3 separate regions of the Sus scrofa genome follow, and all the other regions are linked to region 1. Evidence: chromatin contacts called from public promoter capture Hi-C data. All regions are on one chromosome and are shown on one strand. The core of a region is the stretch at or near the end of the contact, and the rest is flanking DNA. Distances in the headings are between cores, read along the strand shown.

What was found. Promoter capture Hi-C pulls out the DNA fragments that hold promoters and counts their contacts.
Region 2: a contact with region 1 is called in a promoter capture Hi-C map of liver, with 4 times the contacts expected there. The contact joins the promoter of ZC3H18 here to the promoter of CA5A in region 1. A contact is called at or near these places in 2 of 5 promoter capture datasets (fetal liver and liver), 5 of 47 Hi-C or Micro-C datasets (heart right ventricle, liver and subcutaneous adipose tissue) and 1 of 2 datasets of contacts at active chromatin or transcription factors (alveolar macrophages).
Region 3: a contact with region 1 is called in a promoter capture Hi-C map of fetal skeletal muscle, with 7 times the contacts expected there. The contact joins the promoter of ZFPM1 here to the promoter of CA5A in region 1. A contact is called at or near these places in 3 of 5 promoter capture datasets (fetal skeletal muscle, liver and skeletal muscle), 1 of 47 Hi-C or Micro-C datasets (liver) and 1 of 2 datasets of contacts at active chromatin or transcription factors (alveolar macrophages).

The regions. Positions count from the first base shown.
Region 1 is chr6:1,494,082-1,497,278 of Sscrofa11.1, forward strand. It overlaps CA5A (carbonic anhydrase 5A, mitochondrial), which reads left to right and starts at 1,534. Exons shown (of 9, transcript XM_021093673.1): 1 at 1,534-1,651. BANP (BTG3 associated nuclear protein) reads right to left here and starts at 1,403. Exons shown (of 14, transcript NM_001244650.1): 1 at 1,323-1,403. It also overlaps the pseudogene LOC110260890.
Region 2 is chr6:1,079,787-1,082,983 of Sscrofa11.1, forward strand. It overlaps ZC3H18 (zinc finger CCCH domain-containing protein 18), which reads right to left and starts at 1,755. Exons shown (of 18, transcript XM_021093665.1): 1 at 1,559-1,755.
Region 3 is chr6:1,152,481-1,155,677 of Sscrofa11.1, forward strand. It overlaps ZFPM1 (zinc finger protein ZFPM1), which reads right to left and starts at 1,492. Exons shown (of 11, transcript XM_021093668.1): 1 at 851-1,492. The coding sequence starts at 890. It overlaps LOC110261212 (basic proline-rich protein-like), which reads left to right and starts at 889. Exons shown (of 1, transcript XM_021096490.1): 1 at 889-1,680. The coding sequence starts at 889. The coding sequence ends at 1,680.

The DNA of each region.
Region 1 (3,197 bases), core at 284-2,783:
TGGTCTAAGGGGGAGCCAGCCCGGCCCAAGAGGACCGGGGGCTGGGAAGGGGGAGACTGGAGGACCCCACAGCGCCGCTGAGAATTTAAAGCCCTGTAGAGTCGAGGGGAAGAGAAGATGCGAGGGAAAAGAAAAGCCATTAGGAGCGCTAGAAAACACAAACAGCTCACAGGGTGGTATCGGCCGACTTATGGTCCGATCCAAACGAGTTTCCTGAACACGGTGCACTCTGGGCAGAGGAGAGATGGGATCTGACATAAAACGCCAAGTCATTCTATGTGACAAAAAGGCAGCAAGTCAAGAACGTATAAACTGGTAACCTCGGCTTATTGTTTACACCACGGAGCTAAGTCTCCAGCAGCGGCACAGAACGACGGCCCGGGAACTGCTGCTTCTCGGCCGAGGTTTCCCAGGGACGCTTTCCCCGTGGACGTTCCCTTATCAAAGCACTAAATGTACGTGCGGTTCAGGAGCGTGGGGTTGAGACACGTCCCCCCGGCCTGCGTGTCCTGGCGGGCCCCTTGACCTGCGTGGGTCTCCGTCAGCCCCTCTCACCTGCCCGGCTCGCCGAAAGGCTGGCCGTCCCCGCCACCGCACAGGACCCGCGAGTGACAGCCGTCCCTAGAAATGAGAGCCCACGGGGACAGAGCCCCGCGTGCCAAGAACACGCACTTATTTTAACTGCGAGACCAAAGGAACCGGAGCGGAGCACGCGGGGGGCAGGGCGCGGGCACTGCGGCGGCGGCGGCCCCCGGGCGGCACCGCGGGCACCTCGGGCCCCTCACGCGGCCGGACCACCCGCCCGCCCCCCAGGCTCCTGCCCCCGCACTTCCGGCTACGGGCCCGGCCCCGGGAAGGCCCGGCTGCCCCGCAGCCGCTCTCCCGCAGCCCGCGCCGGAGCGGCCTCCCCGCCGCCCGGCCCACCCGCGGGGCCGCCCGGCGAAGGCGAGGTCGCGTCCCGGAGGAGAGGCGGCGCGCCCCCGCCCGGCCCGCGGCCCGGACACCGCGGGACGAGGTCCCGGAAGGGAGGCCCGCGCCGCGCCGGCTCCAGCTCCGGCTCCGGGACAGGCCCGCGGGGGCGGCGGGAGCCCGGCCGGGCCGGGGCGCGGCGGGCCGGCGGCCGGCAGGGCTGAGGCGGGGGCGCCCAGGGCGGCGGGCCGTTGGGGCCGGGCCCCCGCGTCCGGGGGCGGGGGCGGCGGCGGCGCGGGCGCGGCGGCCGGAGGAGGGCGCAGGGAGGAGGGAGGAGGGGAGATCTCGCTCTCGCTCTCGCCCCGCGGGAAGGGGGAGGTGGAGACGCGACCGGCTGCGGGAGCTGCAATTACCGTGTGGGCTGCGGAATTCTCGTGGTGTTTGTCGGGGAGATGCGATAATGGCGTCCGTCCTCGCGAGAGAAGCCGCCGCACTGCGCAGGCGCCGCGAGTCCCTCCCCACGGCCCTCCACCCCGCGCCGTCTGCGCAGGCTCCCGGGCGGGCGCGCCGGGTGCAGGGGCGGGGCCTGCCGTGCGAGGCCTTCCGCGCGCGCTTTCGCCGGCGCCGACGACCGCCGGGCATGCGCACGCGTCCCGCTCCCCCGCCGCAGTTCGGGCCCCCGGGCTGCTTACTTCACTGTCGTGCGCTCGGGCTCCCGGATAATCCCGGAGAAATCACGTCGGTAGGCTGTTCGAAGAATTTGCATTTTCTTTGAGGCGGAATGACTAGGAATTAGCCACCCCTAAGACTACATGTCCCGGAGGGCTTTGCGCGAGCCTTGAGCAGTGCATTCTGGGATTCGTGGTCCCTGCATCTGCGCCAAGCCTGCCGGTATTTGTGGTCTCGCCCGCGCTCGGGTCCCTCGTCCCTCGCCGCAAGCGGAATGCTGGGACTTGTAGTTCAGATGCCTGGCCCGCTGCCCCAGGCGTGTCCAGGAATCGCTCCCACCGCCGCTGTGGCGGCGTTCCTCCGAGTAACGGGGTATGCTTAGGCGTCCTCAGGGTCTCCACAGGCTCGAGTGCACGCGCGTGGAAAAGTGCGTATTAATTATACGTGATATAGGGGTTCCTGTTGTGGCTCAGCAGTAACGACCAGGACTAGTATCCATAAGGATGAGGTTCGATCCCTGGCCTCACTCAGTGGATTCAGGATCTGACGTGGCTGTGGCTGTGGCTGTGGTGTAGACCAGCAGCTGCAACTTTGATTCCATCCCTAGCCTGGGAACTTAGGTATGCTGTAGGTGTGGCCCTGAAAAAAAAAAATTATACATGATAATATGTATTCTGTGTAATTGGTAAATAAATATGTGCATATGTAATATGTAGACTGTTGCGTATTAATGTAATCATAGTTATATGTGAACATAAACATAGGACATATGAATATCTATATGTTTATTTTGCATAAAAGCACAATTGTGGGTACCCATAGGGAAAAAATCCCCAAACTATAGGTAATTCCCAAAAATAGTATTCCTGCTTAATGGTATTGTTTTTCTTGTGTGCTTGTATTACCGCTGCTTTTCTTTCTTTCTTTTTTTTTTTTTTTTTTTGTCCTTTTGCCTCTTTTTCTAGGGCCGCTCCCGGGGCACATGGAGGTTCCCAGGCTAGGGGTCTAATCGGAGCTGTAGCCGCAGGCCTACGCCAGACCCACAGCAACGCAGGATCAGAGCCGCGTCTGCGACCTACGCCACAGCTCACGGCAACGCCGGATCATCAACCCCCTGAGCAAGGCCAGGGATCGAAGCCACAACCTCATGGTTCCTAGCTAGATTCGCTAACCCCTGCGCCACGACGGGAACTCTGACCGCTGCTTTTCATTTCTCTTCTTTATGCTTGCCTCTGAGTTGTTTAAAACGAGCTAGAATTCTTTTGATCCTCCAAACACTACAAACGATGGAGAAACGCTTTAGCGTGGATTTTCTGGTGCTGCTCTCCTTTTTCTTTTTTTTTTCTTTTTGGCTTTTTAGGGCTGCACCCGGGGCATATGGAACCTCCCAGGCTGTGAGTCTAATCGGAGCTGTAGCTGGCCGCAGGATCAGCCACAGGAACACGGGATCTGAGCCGAGTCTGCGACCGTGTTACACCACAGCCCACGGCAATGTCAGATCCTTAACTCACTGAGCGGGGCCAGGGATCAAACCCTCAACTTGATGGTTCCTAGTCGGATTCATTTCCGCCGCGCCATGACGGGAACTCCCTCCTGATGCTTCTCTTTTGCCGATAATA
Region 2 (3,197 bases), core at 505-3,004, 410 kb before region 1:
CCCTAAAAAGCCAAAAAAAGAAAAAAAAAAAAAAAAAAAAAAAAAGAAAATGCAGAATCAGGAGTTCCCGTCGTGGCGCAGTGGTTAACGAATCCGACTAGGAACCATGAGGTTGCGGGTTCGATCCCTGCCCTTGCTAAGCGGGTTAACGATCCAGCGTTGCCGTGAGCTGTGGTGTAGGTTGCAGACGCGGCTCGGATCCCGAGTTGCTGTGGCTCTGGCGTAGACCAGTGGCTACAGCTCCGATTGGACCCCTAGCCTGGGAACCTCCATATGCCGCGGGAGCGGCCCAAGAAATAGCAAAAAAAAAAAAAAGACAAAAAGAAAATGCAGAATCATAACTTCATAGACTTAAAACATCCAAAGGAAGGATGTGTGGGTTGGTGACAGACACTGTCCCCAACCTGACCAAGCCTGACCCCAAATGACCCCTCAGGGAGGATGCACTCACTCACCTCGAGATGATCAGTGAAAAAGGAAAAAAAAAACAAACCCAAAAACTCTTCTGCTCTCGGGAACGATTCCACAAAGTTTTCATAAAATGTTTCACCATCTCCCACCTCAAATTGGAGAGGCTGAGGGGTTTTAACCTCTGGGACACATCTGAATGGTTTCAGAGCTGGCTGGGCTCCACACATGTGTTCAGACTGTAAAATCACTAGGAAAAGACTTCCTGTTGGGGAAATGGGAATCAGCCCAGGTCCAGACTCACCCTGAGAATCCCAATCTCCGCTCTGGGAAAGGACCACTCCAAAGGCAACGTGAAGATGAGAAACCAAGAGAGCCACTGCTGTGCCCCCAAAAGCCCTCTCCTTCCATTCTCCCCAAAGAGATCCGAAGGCTGATCTACTCTAACAGATGGAGCTGAACAGCTCACTTAAGATAATCGACCATTCTACCTGGCCAACTCAGCTGTCGTAAGAATTCAGGAAAACTTGAAGTTTTCGCAGGAGCAAAGCCGGAAGTCTTAAAGTCTGACGTCCCCCCAGCAATGACCCGGCATCCTTTGGGCTCCTTACCAAAGGAAAGGAAGTTTACTCCAAAGAGTGGCGCGCATCTTGGGGCGCAGCGCATAGGTCCAACCTGTGCCACCGGGAAGCCGAGGGGGCAAGTTCCAAGAGGCTCGAGAGAGTTCAAAGCTCCTGAAGAGCCCATCCCCAGTCCGGAGGGTGAGCCTGCGTGCCTCCTTCCGCCGCCCCCTCCCCCGGTCTTTGTAGGCGGCAAACACTGCCACGCGGATGTCCCGGAAGAGAAATGACAGCTTCGGGAGATCAACTCCACGGCGGGCGCGGAGGCAGCCGCCGTGCGCTCGGGCTAAAGGGTTCCAGGGTCCCCGGCCGGCTCGCAGCGAAAGGAGCGCAGGATCGTGCCTGAGTCAACGTCCTCTTCCTGGGGCTCGAGAACCACGCTTCGGCCGCGGGCAGCCTGGAGCGCTCCCCGGAGGCGGAGGCGGCGGGGCTCCCCGGCCTCCGCTCCGCGCCGCCGCCACGCTCCCCGCCCGGCCGCCTCGGCCTCCTCCTTCTACCCGCCCCGCCTCCGTGGTGGCGCCACCACTTACCTTACGAGAGCAGGGAGGGGGGGCCACGGCTCCGCGGAGGTCGGGGCGGCGTGGGGAAGTCGTCCCTCGACCCTTCCGCTCCTCACAGGCTCCGGCTTGAGGCGCGACGCGGGCGGAACAAACGGGCTCCACTACCCGCGGGGGCCGGCCATTGTGCGACGTCATCAGGCCGCGACGGTTGTCCTGCGGGCCGGGCGGGCTTACCTCTCTTGCCCCGCCCTCCGCCCGCTTCCTTCCGGCCTCCGCGCAGCTGCCTCCTCGCAGCCCCGCCCCCGCGGCGCGCGCCCGCCTGAACCCGACAGGACGCAGGCGCGGCCGAGGCCCCGCCTCCCGGGCGGGTCTCAGGACGCGCGCGCCGGCCGTCGTGCGGCTGGGAGAGCTTCCCGGGCCTCCGGGTCACGTGACGCGTGAGCGCCGGCGGGTTCCCGCCCCGCTGTGCGAGCTGCGCGCGGAGATGGGTCCCGGGGAGGTGGGGCGAAGAACTTACCTGCCCCCTTCCGGGTGGGGAGCTTCCGCGCAGGGGGGCTGCGCACCCAATCCAAAGTTAGTCCTTTCAGGGAAATGAGTTTATTTTATTTTTAATCTTTTCAGGGCGCACCCGCGGCTTATGGAAGTTCCCAGTCTAGGGGTCAAATCGGAACTGTAGCTGCCGGGCTACACCACAGCCACAGGAACGAGGGGGCAGAGCCGTGTCTGCGACCTGTAGCACAGTTCACTGCAGTGCCAGATCCTTAACCCACTGAGCGAGGCCAGGGATCGAACCTGCTTCCTCAGGAATGCTAGTCAGATTCCTTTCTGCTGAACCACGACGGGAACTCCAGGAAATGAGTTTAAATAACGAAGATTAAACTTTTTAAACTGTTTTGGGGGGATTAAATCCCCCCTTCCGTTAGATAGAATCAGTTCAAAACAAAATGATCATTTTCGAGATAGCGAGTTAAAATGTCAAAGCCTAGGAGTTCCCGTGGTGGCACAGCGGAAATGAATCTGACTAGGAACCATGAGGTTGGGGGTTTGATCCCCGGCTTCGCTCAGTGGGTTTACGATCCGGTGTTGCCGTGAGCTGTGGTGCAGGTCACAGACGCGGCTCGGATCTGGCTTGCTGTGGCTGTGTCGTAGGCGGCAGCTGTAGCTCGGATTAGATCCCTAGCCTGGGAACCTCCATCCTGAGGGTGTGGCCCTAAAAAAAAAAAAAAAGTCAAAGCTGAAACATTTGAAACTATTTCTGTGTAACTAAATAGCTATTGCTTTATCAAATATAACTGATCCAACACAAAACAATCATTTTTGAGATACTGAGTTTAAATGTCAAAGCTTAAACTTTTTAACTATTCCCAATGTTGTTTAAAGAGAAACAGCTCTGATTAGACCCCTAGCCTGGGAATTTCCATATGCCTTGGGAGTAGCCGTAAAAAGACAAAAGACAAAAAAATAAAAAATAAAAAAAATTTTTTTAAATTAAAAAAATGAAAACAACAGCCCCAAAATGGAGTCACTTATGCTAAGCCTAACCAGACTTCATGACTAATCTAATTGAAATTTCAGCCCCTCCCAGGAGTGGAAATTTAAATCCTTTAGTCTGGAGCTTTCTGGTCAGCACTAGGGAGTAATCTGCCTAAGACCCCTTGCCTCCCCCTAA
Region 3 (3,197 bases), core at 242-2,741, 340 kb before region 1:
TGCCCCCACCCCCGGGAGTGGCCTACAAGCTGGATAGGTGAGAAACTTGGACACGGAGAGGCGACCCTGGCCCAAGATGCAGTCCCAGGAGACCCTCCCTGACTTGGAGCAGTCGCTCAGCTAGGAGTGTGTGACCACAAGCTGCGGAGCACACAGTGCCTGTGCAGTCCTTGCCGGGACACAGGGAGGGCGGGACCTCCAAGAAGCTGTCCCCAGGCAGGGAAGGCTCCAGCGTCGAAGCGGCTGGAGCCCAGCGCACAGGCTGCGATAGCTACCTTCCCCAGCCTCCAAGGCACCAGGTTCTGGGCCGGCAGGAGTGGCGCTGGGCGCCAGCGGGTCCCACCACTCAGCCTTGCGCTTCCACACAGTCCCGAGTGCCCTGTCTCCCTCCCAGGTCTCTCTCTTTCTCCCTCTAGATACAAAGCCTGGGAGAGTCAACCGGCCGAGATAAGATCACAATTTCAGCCCGTCCCGACAGAGCGATCTTATCAGGATGGGACTTGCAGAATGGAATATTTTAAACTTTATCTGAGCCCGGATCGGGGCCGCCTTATCGCCGCACCATCTCGGGGAGGCGGGGGGAGGGGCAGCCGCGAGGTGGCCGCGCCCCCAGCCACCCCGTTCCGGCCCTCTGGGCGGACCCCCTCTCCAGGCCGGACCTCCAGTGCGGGAGCCGAGACGCGGGGGCCCGGCCCGCCGGCGGAGATTAGATTACGGCGCGCTTGGCACACAGCGCGGGGGGCGCGGCGCAGGGTGAAGGTCGCGGGCGCCGCAAGAAGAGCTGGGCGGACCGGGGGCGGGCCGGCGGGGGCCGGCGGGGGTCGGGGCGGGCGGGCAAAGTTTGACTCACGCTTGATCTGCCGGGGGTTGCTCTGTTTCCTCCTGGACATGTCTCCGGCGCCGCGCGCCCTCCCGGCGGCCGCCTCTAGCCCCTGGCGGGCGGCGGCGGGCGGCGGGGGCGCGGCGGGGCCGCGGGGCGGCTCATGCCCCCGGCCCCCGGGCTCCGCGGCCGCCCTGGCCCGCGCCCCCAGCCCGCCGCGTTCGGCCCGGCGCCGCTGCGGAGGCCGGAGGATCGGGCCTGCGTTACGGCCGCGCGGACCGCCAGGGGCGGCGGGCTCCTGCCGGCTCCCTGGCTCCCGCGCAGACGCCGCCGCCGCCGCTGCGCTGCTCTCCTCAATGGAACCTGCGGGCAGCGCGCGGCGAACCCGGCGGCCTCGGCCTGGACGCTCAGGGCGTGCGGGCGGGGCGTGCGCGTCACGGGCGCCGCGCCTCCGGGCCCGCCCCCATCCGCTTGCCCCGCCCCCGGCGCAGCGCCCCGCCCCCGGGCGGACCTCTCGTCCCCTCGTCCGTGGCCCCGCCCCGCCCCGGCTGGCCCCGCCCCGAGGCCCTGGCGGGCCCTTGGACTGGCCTAGCTTCCCCGCCGCCACGGCCCTGCCCCGCCTGCTCGCCCCGCCCGCAGGGAGCTGGCCCCGCCCCGACACTCGGCCCCCTGCCCTGGGTGGACCTGTGGCCTCCTTAACGCCTCGTTCGGCCCTGCCGCTTTGTCCCCAGGCGCAGCTGAGATCCAGTGAGTCCCGCCGCTCCGTAGCACCGTGTCCGACCGGGCTCCAGGCCTCCCTGGACCCGTCCCCCGACGCCAGCTCCACCCCTAAGTCTGACCTGACCTTATTCGGCCCCTAGGCCCCGCCCAGACCACGCCCCAACGCCACGGCTCCGACCTCCACGGGCCGTGACCCCGCCCCTCTGCTCTGTAACTCCGCCCCCAGCGAAGGAGTCCGCCCCGCACTCCCAGTCACTGCGACTTGCCCCCTCCGCCACCGGATGGGGGACAGTGAACCCCGGGTCTGGAAGCCTTTGGAGACTTTGACGGCCCATGTTGTCTTGGACCAGATCTGGGGTGTGGAGCGGGCTGTGGCAGGATGGGGCTTCCGCCCAACATCCCCGGCTCTAGCTCCAGGAGAGTGGGGGTTTTGGGGTCTTCTTCTCTTGGGCTCAGATCTGGCTGGAAATCGGGGAGGGTGCAGAAGCCAGAGGCCTGTACCTGCTCCCCCGCCGCAGACTCCAGGCCTTGCTTCTCCAGGGCGCCCCTGCTGGAGGCCCAGGAAGGAGGCCCCTCTGCAGGCTGGGCAACCCCCACGCCCAGTCCCCGTCGGAAGGGAGCGAGGTCCCCAGGTCAGTACTGCCTGTTCTAGCTGGGAGGCACGGAAACCGACTCTGCTGTCCTGGGGATATGCTCATGGGGTCCCAGGGGCCCACCGCTTTCCAGGGAGGCTCAAGGTCACACAGCATCAGAGCTGTCCCTGGAGATCTACTGTATTCTTTTATCCTTTTGGCTTTAATTTGGGGTTGGTCCCCGTCCCATATTCACAAGAAACAGGACATTAGCACGGCTTGGGGGCTAATGAGGAGACATTTGCAAAGAGGATGCCTGGATGCCTGACCAGAGGGCGGGGCCTGCCCTGCTGACCAGAGGGCTGGGCCTGGCAGGCAATCACAACTGCAGGTGTGGAGGCCAGCTGGGTGCTGAGCCCTCTGCTGGAGAGACCCCACCCCCCCATTCCAACTTCTGTTCCCTTTGCCTGCCCTGTGGAAGGGGGGAAGGGTTGCCTGGGCACCCCCCACCCCACTGCTGCTGCTCCCATAAGGGCAGGAGACTGGCAGCCAGGGCAGAGGGCTGAAGTCCACCCCAGGACCACCTACGGCCACTGGACGGACAAGAACGCTAAGGAGAGGAATTCAAGAGACCTGTCTAAGGTCAGGCACCCACCAGCTCTTCCTGCTCCCTGCCCAGGGCCCGTGGGTGCAGCCTTCCTAAAACTGCCTGGGGCTGTACCACTTCTCTGGGGAGCAGGAGGCCCTAGGCTGGCTGGTTCACTCAGCCCAGGGCTCCCACAATGTTTGTCAAGTGGACAAAGGACCCCACGTGTCTGGGTCTCCCACTGGGCCTGCTGCCTTCCCAAAGCGTGGCTTCTCAGCAGGATGGGGACCGGGCAGTCAGGCAGTCAGGGGGGGTCCGTGGAGGGGGTAGTTGTGGGCTGGACCTGTGCTGGATCTGAGGCTCCACACACAGCAAGTGGCACCCAGATTGGTGCTGCTGGAATGGCTGGAGGTCTGTGTTGAGGAGGGTTCTGAGGGTCAGGGGAGCGAACCATGATCGATTAGTGATGTCTGTCTAGGGTGCAGGAGGAGAAGGTTGG